Linked DNA regions of Sus scrofa: region 1 is linked to region 2. Evidence: chromatin contacts called from public Hi-C data. All regions are on one chromosome and are shown on one strand. The core of a region is the stretch at or near the end of the contact, and the rest is flanking DNA. Distances in the headings are between cores, read along the strand shown. Region 1 has its middle 36 kb from the start of DENND4C. Region 2 overlaps ACER2 (alkaline ceramidase 2).

Region 1 (5,178 bases), core at 439-2,938, 240 kb before region 2:
GGTGGGATCGGATATGAGAAATAAAAGAAGATAATTGGCCAAAGGAAAACAAAGACCCAGAGAAACTGTCTTATATAAGTGATTTAAATGCTCTCCTCTTTTGGGTGTGTATTACTGTTTTGGCCATCCCCTGGCATCTGGAGTTCCTGGACCAAGGATTCAATCCAAGGCACGGCTTTGACCTATGCCACAGCTGAAGCAACACTAGATCCTTTAACCCTCTGTGCCAGGTCAGGGACTGAACCTATGCCTTGGCACTGCAGAGACACCGCCAATCCCATTGGACCACAGTGGGATTAAATAAACTACCCCTCTATGTGCTCTTCCACATGTTGTAGTATGTCTCTAATAATAAACTTTGTACTTATTTTTACAGTTTTTGCCTCCTTGAAACATTCTTGCTTTCAACAGGGGGCAAGAATTAAGGCAATTCTTCTTTCAGCCTCTGGCTGTTCTACTGGCTAGGATTCCTGGTTTTCACCCAGGCTGCCCAGGTTCAATTCCTGAGCAGGGAATCAAGATCTCACTTCAAGCCATCACTCAATGCTGTCTCTCTGAGATCAATAGCGCTAGTTAAAAATCACAGATTAGGGAGTTCCCATTGTGACTCAGCTGTAACAAACCTGACTAGTATACATGAGGATGAGGGTTCAATCCCTGGCCTCGCTCAGTGGATTAGGATCTAGCATTGCCAGGAGCTGCAGTGTAGGTCACAGACTCTGCTCGAATCTGGTGTCTCTGTGGCTGTGGCATAGGCTGACAGTTATATCTCCAATTTCACGCCTAGCCTGGGATCTTCCATATGCCACAAGTATGGCCTTAAAAAGAAAAAAGAAAAAAAAAAAATCACGGATTACTGGATCCCTCTCTAAAGATAACAATTCCCTAAGCTTTATGATTCTAATGTTGGTCCAAACAATGACTTAAACTTGGCCAAGAAAAACTGCAAGAAACTGTAAGGATGTGTGGTCTCTTTTGAAATCTAGAGGCTGGTTACTGAATATTGAGAGCTTTGTTTTCCCAATTACTGAAAACTATCCCTGATAGAAGGAATCGATTCATTTTGGAAAGAGTGTGTTCAGTAACTTCTGGAGCATGGAAACATTTTTTCCATTCTTGGTGTGCAAACAGATTGTTGGCCTTCTTCAGGGATGCAGGCCCAGACAAAATCTCAGCAGGCCCTTCCGGACAGCATTTTTCCACAGATGAAACTAGGTCAAGGAGAAAATTCAGAGCAGTTTGAGGAAGAAAAAAAAAAAAAAAAAAACAGAAATGCAACATAAAGCTGAGGAGGGAAGGAGGAGGAGAGACGTCCACCTGCTTTGTCTGCCCTGGTAAAGGCTGACGGCTTGTCACATGAATCTCTGGTCTTCCTGTTCTCTGCAGCTGCCTTCTGAGTCACTGCGGGTGGCCAGGGAGGGCCCTCTCACTGTCAGGGAACGTAAGAACAACTAACCACAGGACTTTTAGGTGAGGCCATCGTGCAAGGCCAATTTCAAAATCAAAGAGCAAAGACATCATTGCCTATTCTTGTTTAAGAAGTTCTTTAATTTTGCCTGTGACTACAAATCAGCAAAAGGCACAAAAAACAAGACGATAAGTGGAATTCACATCTGGTAAGGGAGAACTGGTGCCAGTCCTATTAGTCACTAAGATCATTTAAGGGTGGAGTGCACTAGCAGGATAAACATTAAACCAAAAGCAACACTTCCTTGTAACAGTTGAGGTTTCCTAAGAAATCTTTAAAATCTTGCTGCCTAGTCAGGCAAGTACTATAGTTAGAAAAGTCAGCCTTTACTTTTCTCTTTCCTTTGGCCTCAGCTTTTGCAGAATAACATTGGGTATTATACTTGTGAATTAAGATTTCTCTAGTAAATATGCTTACATTGTATGAAGACCTCTACAAATTTTAAAATATTCAGTCTTTTTTTTTTTTTTTCTTTTGGTGGCACCATGCCACCTAAGCCACAGATATGTGACAATGCTGGATCCTTAACCCACTGCACCAAATGGGAACTCCCACAGACATTCACTCTCTTAAATGGAAGCATTCAGGAACCACTCCAAGTAATAGAAATATCACCAAGATGTAAAGCATTTGAACTTGGAGTCTTGCCTCTACTCCTCAGCCCAATGCCTAGATGCAAGAGGTGCTCTATAAAGACCTCACTATGTGATCAACCTATCAGTAGAACAGAGTTATAATAATTGATTCACTTCTCTTAGCCCCCACTTCCTTCCTTTCTTTCTTCCTTCCTTCCTTCCTCTCTTTCTTTCTTTCCTGGCAGCCCAATGGCGTATGGAGTTCCTGGACCAGGGATCAGAGCCAAGTACAGTTGCTGCAGCTGCAGCCAATGTTTGATCCTTAACCAATTGTACCAGGCTGTAGAACGAACCTGCGTTCCCTTGTACCACAGCAGGAACACCTCAGCCTCCATTTTCAATTCTGTGATCAGGAAGGAATCCTCTTCTATTTACCTAATAGAATTTTTGTGAGGATCAAATAAAATGTGTATTGAAGTTTTGCTTTCTTATATCAGAAAAATGCATTAAATATCTCTGAAATGATAAGTAAGAACCTGGTCATTTGCAGTTAGGGGAATGGAGACACAGGGGTTATGGCTAGGCAAAAGATTTCCTTTTGATTGTATATAGTACTCTCTATTATATGAAAAAAATACATATGTAAGAATGACTAGTATGAAATTTAGGGTTCAGTAAAATCTCCACGAAAATTCAGAGGCATGTTATTTCATTTACACTCAGATCTGTTGTGCTGAATTAGAGTCTGAAATAGGTGCCTTCTATGTGAGAATTGAAATTACTCAGAAGAAAGCTGCATATCTTTCAGAGTTAACTTTCTTCTTTTTCAATTGAGGTATGATTGATTTACAATATTGTGTTAGTTTCAGGTGTATAGCAAAGTGATTCAGTTATATATACACACATACACATATATATATATATATATATATATATATTCTATTAAAGATTCTTTTCCAAGAGTTCCCATCGTGGCATAGCGGAAACAAATCCGACTAGGAACCAGGAGGTTGCAGGTTTGACCCCTGGCCTCGCTCAGTGGGTTAAAGATCTGGCGTTGCTGTGTGCTGTGGTGTAAGTTGCAGATGCGGCTCGGATCTGGCATTGCTATGGCTCAGGTGTAGGCTGGCAGCTGTAGCCTTCGATGAGACTCCTAGCCTGGGAAACTCGATACCATGGGTGCAGCTCTAAAAAGCAAAAAAAAGATTCTTGGAGTTCCCGTCATGGCGCAGTGGTTAATGAATTCGACTAGGAACCATGAGGTCGCGGGTTTAATCCCTGGCCTTGCTCAGTGGGTTAAGGATCCTGCGTTGCCATGAGCTGTGGTGTAAGTTGCAGACGTGGCTCAGATCCTGAATTGCTGTGGCTCTTGCATAGGCCGGTGGCTACGGCTCCAATTAGACCCCTAGCCTGGGAACCTCTATATGCCAAGGGAGCACCCCTAGAAAAGGCAAAAAGACAAAAAAAAAAAAAGTTTCTTTTCCATTAGAGACTATTACAAGATACTGAATATAGATCCCTGTGCTATACAGTAGGTTCTTTTATCTATTGTGTATATACAACAGGGTATATCTGTTAATTCCAAATTCCTAATTTATCTCTTCCTGCTCCCACTATTCCCTTTAGTAACCACGAGTTGGTTGTCTGTGTGTGAGTTTGTTTCTGTTTTTTAAGAAACACCTATATATATATATGTCACAAATTCTTTATCCATTCATTTGCCAATGACCATTTAGGTTGCTTTCATGTCTTGGCTATTATAAATAGTGCTGCTATGAACAGTGGAGTGCATGTATCTTTTTGGATTAGTGTTTTTGTTTTTTCCAGATATATATACATATGGAAGTGGAATTGCTGGATCATATGGTAGTTCTATTTTTAGTTTTTTAAAGAACCTCCATACTGTTCTCCATAGTGACTGCACCAATTTACATTCCCACCAACAGTGCAGGAAGGTTCCCTTTTCTTCACACTCTAAGATCAATTTAATAGATGAGAAAAGTGAGGCAAAAGAAAATAACTAAACTGCCCAAGGTCACACAGTTACTATGTTGTTTTCCTAGGCTTCAGTTACTTCATCTGTAATGAGCTGGATAAGATAATAATTTCTGAAATGCAAGCTGGTGTGAGCCTCTGAAATTCTATAGTCTTAGGATTCCAAGTTGTGAGACAGGTTCTTCTACCATGAATTGTTCCTTCAGAACCAATTACATTCCTCTGAGACTCTTAAATATTTGAGGCCCACAGAAGGGCTTTAAAAAACAAAAAACAAAAAATTTTTTGGCCATGTTCACCGCATGCAGAAGTTCCTAGGCTAGGGATCGAACCCGAACCTCAGAAGTGATAACCGCCCCCACCCCCACCGGGGTCCTTAAGCTGCTGCACCACCAGGGAATTCCCAGAGGGACATTTTAAGATGCAGTTGTTGGAGTTCGCATTGTGGCTCAGCAGTAGCAAACCAGCAAGTAACCATGAGGACAGGGGATCGATCTCTGGACTTGCTCAGTGTGTTAAGGATCCGGCATTGCCACAAGCTGTGGTGTAGATCGCAGATGCAGCTCTGATTTGACCCCTAGTCCAGGACCTTCCATATGTGGCAGGTGCAGCAGTAAAAAGAAAAAAAAAGATGCAATTGTTTCAATTCACCAGTCAGGTGAGTCTGATAACCTTCCACCTATGTTCAACTACTGCCATTGACCTAGTGTTTGTTGATGTAATAAATAGTTTGGTGGTGGTTGCTTTGTAGTCAGAGAACAATGAGGTGATGGGAAGAGGTGAGAAAAAAATTTCCTTTGAGAAGATTATTTAATGGTGGAAGTAGCAAAAAGATACTGATTGTGCTTGTTCAATTCCTGTGAGTTTAAGAACAGGCAGGTTGCAGAAACAGCAGGTAATGACTGACTCAGTCAATATAATAGTGGTAAATTTGGAACAATTTGTTCTTTTTCAAATGACATAAATCTATTAACAATATACAATTTTTTTTTTTTTTGGTCCTTTTGCCTTTTCTAGGGGCCCTCCCATGGCATATGGAGGTTCCCAGGCTAGGGGTCTAATTGGAGCTGTAGCCACCGGCCTACACCAGAGTCACAGCAACACCAGATCCAAGCCCTGTCTGCGACCTACACCACAGCG
Region 2 (5,400 bases), core at 1,301-3,800:
CTTTAATCTGTACTCTTTTTTTTTTTTAATACAAAGAGCAGTTAATTTTTAATCCTAAAAATGTATTTTTATATAAGGTAGGGGGAAAACACTCTCTAAGTGGATTAGTGGTGTAGTCTTCATCCTGAGCTGCAGGATTTGAATTTAATAGTATTATTTCTGAGTACCACTGAGCAGATAGATGTATCCTCAAAAAGTTTCTTATCAAAAAAAAAAAAAAAAAAAAATGAGAGCAAGAGCAGCTGTTTCTAAGTAGAGTGAAAAGGAGGGTGTTCCTGGTCTTGGAATGTGGTCTCCAGTGCACCGAGACCTTTCTCCGGGTCGGAACGTGTACTTTAGAACCTGGAAGTAGCCTGAACCAACCTGCTGCAGTTAGTTTAGTCTTGTGCCTTGTTTCCTGGTTCAGCTTTAGGAGAATGACTTGGGGTGATCAGAAAGCCTGGGGAGGTGGGGCAGGGATGAGGGCAAGGGTGCAGGGGATGCCACTCAGTGGCAAGGGCATGAGGGGGCTTGGCCGGCGGGAAGTCCCCCCCTCCACCCTGTACTTGAGAAACACACCCCTTACCTTTCGACTTTTCCTGTTGCCTCAGCAGGTGGCCCCTCCCCACCCCCTCCATGCTCTCTCTGCACTAGTGCCTTAGGCTGAGAGCTGAGGAGACACTTTGCTGTTCAGTCTGATTGGGTGGAGCCCTGGGATCTGGGTGAGAAGCTGACGAAATGGCAATAAGGGTTTTGTTTATTGTTTGTGGTGCTCTCGAGGCCTGGGTTTGAAATTCTTCGGGACAGTTTTTAACATGTTCATAATAGAGAATTATTTTCTCTTGTTTCTTGAGGGTGGGAGCAGGCGAGAAGAAAACGGGGTGAGGCTGTAGCAATGAAAGTTTACTGACTTTAATAATGAAACACACTGGGCAGCAGGGTGGTCTCTGACCACAGGGGACTCTTCCATGGCCAGTTCTCTGCGGCATTTCTCCGGAGAGCGCGGGGCCCTTCCTTCTGTCTTCAGTTTGGGAAGAATCCTTTGGAGGCACTGAGCACCCTATATGTCTATATCCATGGCCTTGGAGACGACCTGGGTTTGAATCCTAGCTTCCCTGCTTACCAATTGTACAACTCCTCTTGAGTCTTGAACTATCTGTTTCCTCATCTGTAGAGTGGGGTGACTAATTGCATTCACCTCAGGGTTCTCGTGAGATGATTGTGATTTTGTCTAGTACTAAGAATGTGATGGGTGCTCCAGGTTAGTTCTCGTGACTACCAACAGCGTGAGGTGATGTCTGCCTAGCACTTCTGAGATGTGCATACAAATTGAAGGAGGGAATGAATATCGATAATTTTAATGAGCTAAGAAAGAAAAGGTGTATATTATAGGAGGAGGAGTAGTTCACTGTAAATAAGAACTTCAGCTCCATTTGTCTACCCTGTTTGCCAGAACTTTCTGGAGAGTCAGAAGGCATGAAGGCCAGACCCCTCTGTGTGGGCTTCACTGCCCATGGTGTGGAAACAGGCCGTGGCTCTGCCCTAGAGTGGCAGGCCAGGTCACAGATTTTCAGGTCAAAACCAGGATTTCTGGAGACTGAGGATTAGCTGCTTGAACTTACAAGATAATTAACATTTCTCTCTTTTTTTCTGGAATGTTTCTAAAAAAAAAAAATGCTAGGAGTAGTTTCAGTGTGAGATTTCTGGAGAAGAGAGGGGACAGTGTGGTGGCTAAATGACTTTGGGTCAGACAGAGATGGAGTCGATAACAATCCACTTTTCTTTTCTGAGCTCTGATACCTCATCTTGCACATCTGTAAAGTGGAAATAGTAAAAGTACCTACCTTAGAGGTTAGAAATAGATGGGAAAATCATATAAAGTGTATAGTAGAGTCTTGTACAAAATAAAGGCTCAATAAGTGCTAGCAGTTATCATGAATGGCTAATATGGATAAGCATTTTGAAAATAAAGATATCTAGAACAGCAGGGAAATTATTAAAGTTCACCATGTAAATAGGAATAATTGGTGGGATTTTTCAAAAAGCACCTTCTCTCATCTTGCCTAGACTGTCCTAGGAATTGTCCGGCTTTATACTTAACTGTTGATGGTTGTTAATAATTTGACAATTTTGTTTTGAGGAAAAAAACATGAACTGTTATAGGCTAATTATTTTCTGGAGAAATTATCCTGCTATGGTTTTTATGAGGTTGCATCTACCAAATTTAGGGACAGCCCTCACTTTATGATCCAGTTCATTTTTTTGAATTCTGAATAGCCAAGGTTGCAGGCTGGTCTGCCTGTCTTGCTCTCTCTGGCTGATGACCTGGGGCCACTGTCTTGGACTCTCTGGGCCATATCAGTTCCTCACTTACAAAATGACAGGGGTGGACCTGCCAGGACTGAATGCGGGAGTCTTGTGACTCTCAGGGGTTGTTTAGAAAACAACCTACTGGGGCCCCTTGCTTTCCAGATATTTCCAGCTTTCTCTATCTCCAGGGCCTCTGGTGACTCCGGGGTCGGCTGGGCTGGCCACGTGACCCCTGTTGACTTCTGGTTGTAGAATCGTGTATTCACAGGATGTCCTCATTGGTTATGCCGCCTTCCAGAAGCACATTCCTCTCCACTCTCTGGGGAGTGGTGGGGAGGTGTCTGCCCACGTTCCCCTCAAAGAAAGCATGTTTCGTCAAGCTCACTGCCTTTGAACTCTTTGGCAGTACTCTCTAGTGCCTTTGGTGACTGCAGCACCAGCTCAGACAGGTTTTTCCCAAGAGTGTGATATTATCAACAATAATATTATTTAAAATAACATTTATTCTAAATAATGGTCATGATAACAGTAAGAATGGATTTTATTAGCACACCCCATGTACCAGGCACTGTGTGGAGTGCTCTGATGCTTGCAAGACCACCTCGAGGCAGGTGTCTTTTTTTTTGGCTTTTTAGGGCTGTACCCGCAGCATAGGAGGTTCCCAGGCTAGGAGCTAAATTGGAACTGTCACAGCTGGCCTAAACCACAGCCACAGCAACGCCAGAGCTGAGCCGTGTCTGCAACCTACACTACATCTCATGGCAATGCCAGGTCCTTAACCCACTAAGTGAGGCCAGGGATCGAACCTGTGTCCTCATGGATACTAGTCAGATTTGTTTCTGCTGAGCCACAACAGGAACTCTGAGGCAGGTGTCTTGATTTCTGTGGGGAAAACCTGAAGCTGGAAGCGTATTAGTGACTGGCAAAAGACCCCACAGCTGCTAAGTAATGCGGGCAGAATGTGAACATACACGGGTCTCCCTGGAACACCTGTGCTTTGAATCACTCTGTTGCTCTGTATCCTGTGTCTGAAATGGAAACCACTGGATATAGGGAGGTGATGCAATCTGGAAGTATCTCATTATGTGTTTTTCCAAACCCCAAAGGCCAGAAAGCCTTGACATGTGTCACAAAACCTCCAACCCAGTGATAGAGTTACTGTGGATCCTCAAGGGCCATGTGCATGATGGGGGTCAGGGGTCACATGAGGCTGCCATCCTCAGGCTGAGGTGCAGGAGGATGCCAGCCAAGGCCAGGAGGAAAACATGATTCTCCTGAGGATTTGCCGCCTGGACTCTTTCCCACGTATATGTATATACATTTTCCCTTCAGCCAAAGTTCAAGGCTACAATTCCTGTTCATTCCAGTCAGAACCTTGGCAGCTTGATCAATGATATCCTGTACCTTGATGATAAGTGGTTTTCCTCTTTAAGAGATACTTTTGTATTTTGAAGGTTTCCATGCACTTTGATTTCTTTTTAGTGGAATTTCATTTAGATTAGCTTCCTAACTGTGATCCTTTCAGGGCTCTTGGCCAAAGAAAATTGTGCTAATGAGAAATTACAGAAACTTCAGGAAAATCATGTGCTTCTCATGTTCAGTTGTGGATGTGGCCTTAGAGATTGTCTAAGACCTCTTGTTTTAAGGAAATGGAGTCCCTGGGAGAGGAGGAGGAGCATGTCCAGGGTCACGTCACCATTTCTTACTCTTTCTACCAAAAGTACCTTCACTGAAGGGTGTCAGGATGTTATCAGTTACTTTTCTAGACTTGTCCTGTCACAGACTTAACACGGAACTCCAATGCCTGCTGGCCTGTGGATTGTCAGTAAATATAGATACTAGAATTATAGACTTTAATTTTTTTTGGAGGGTGGTCTTTTTAGGGTTGCACCCAAGGCTCATGGAGGTTCCCAGGCTAGGGGTTGAAATGGGAGCTGTAGCTGCCACCCTATACCACAGCTACAGCAATGTCAGATCTGAGCAATGTTTGTGATCTACACCACAGCTCATGGCAATGCTGGATCCTTAACCCACTGAATGAGGCCAGGGATCAAACCTGCATCCTCATGGATGCTAGTCAGATTCGTTTCTGAGCCACGGCTGGAACTCCCCTAGACTCTAACTTTTGTGTGCTAGACACAAAGGGCATTTTCTTTTTCTTTTAAACTAGGAAGTTTTATGGTTTGTAAATAGCCTCTGTTTTTCTTATAAAAGTCCTACAAGGTGAACATGTATAACAAGGCTTGACAGACAATGTTCTACAGCCAATGGGCCCCTTGGTTTTGCAAATCAAGTTTTATTGGTGCACTGCCATACCCATTCCCTTACTTCTTGTCTACAATGGCGGAGTTGAGTAGCTGCTGCAGAGACCCTTTGAATGACAAAACCTAAAATATGTACTATCTGACCCTTTATGGAACGGGTTTGCCCAATCGTGCTGTCAAACATATGAAGGAAATGCCAAAAAGTAATTCTAAAAAACCAAGTATCCATCTCTCACCCTTAGGGACTTAGGTTGATTCTAATTTTACCATTTTCATGGCTAGATATTTAAAATTTTTCTGTTTATTTCCTAGGTATACATTGCTAGAATTACTGAGCTAGTGAGTAAGAGTGGTATTGAAAATCCTGGTACTTAGTGCAGAATTTCTTTTCAGCTGGCAATGCCATCAGTAGGGTCTGGACTTTGCCAAGATTCAAACGCACAAACAAGACCGCCTTTGCTAACGGATGTCCTTTGCTTTCACTCGTATAGGGGCAGGTTCAAGGCCGTGGTCTGCGTCCTGTCTGCAGTTACAACGTGCCTGGCGTTTGTCAAGCCTGCCATCAACAACATCTCTCTGATGACCCTGGGTGTTCCTTGCACTGCACTGCTCATTGCAGAGCTAAGGAGGTGGGTGCCCACCTGTCCCCGATGCCGTCCTTGTGACACAGGGGCACATCAGCTCCTGATTCTTTTACTGCCCTTGAGTGTGGAAGAGGAGTTAGTCCTCACAAAGGGTAATGCCTGATGCTTGGATTGCATCAAGTTTGATGGTTTGCTTCAAAATGTTAATGGTCTCATTTTCAGAAAGAGAGGAACAGTAAATGCATTGCATCTCCTGAACAAAG

What was found. A called contact is a pair of places that touch in the nucleus more often than the background predicts.
Region 1: a contact with region 2 is called in a Hi-C map of subcutaneous adipose tissue, with 1.7 times the contacts expected there. The contact joins two enhancer-like sites. A contact is called at or near these places in 7 of 47 Hi-C or Micro-C datasets (embryonic fibroblasts, epiblast stem cells, fibroblasts and 4 more).

The regions. Positions count from the first base shown.
Region 1 is chr1:203,634,526-203,639,703 of Sscrofa11.1, reverse strand. No RefSeq gene overlaps it. Among named protein-coding and RNA genes, the nearest start is that of DENND4C, 36 kb to the right of the region's middle. Within about 2 kb of position 1,688, at least 46 of the 83 cell types and tissues checked have an H3K27ac peak or open chromatin away from gene starts, as enhancers often do. A contact at or near this core is called in subcutaneous adipose tissue, where this site is marked.
Region 2 is chr1:203,396,336-203,401,735 of Sscrofa11.1, reverse strand. ACER2 (alkaline ceramidase 2) reads left to right here. Exons shown (of 7, transcript XM_001926911.5): 4 at 5,045-5,182. Among named protein-coding and RNA genes, the nearest start is that of ACER2, 16 kb to the left of the region's middle. Within about 2 kb of position 2,550, at least 13 of the 83 cell types and tissues checked have an H3K27ac peak or open chromatin away from gene starts, as enhancers often do. A contact at or near this core is called in subcutaneous adipose tissue, where this site is marked.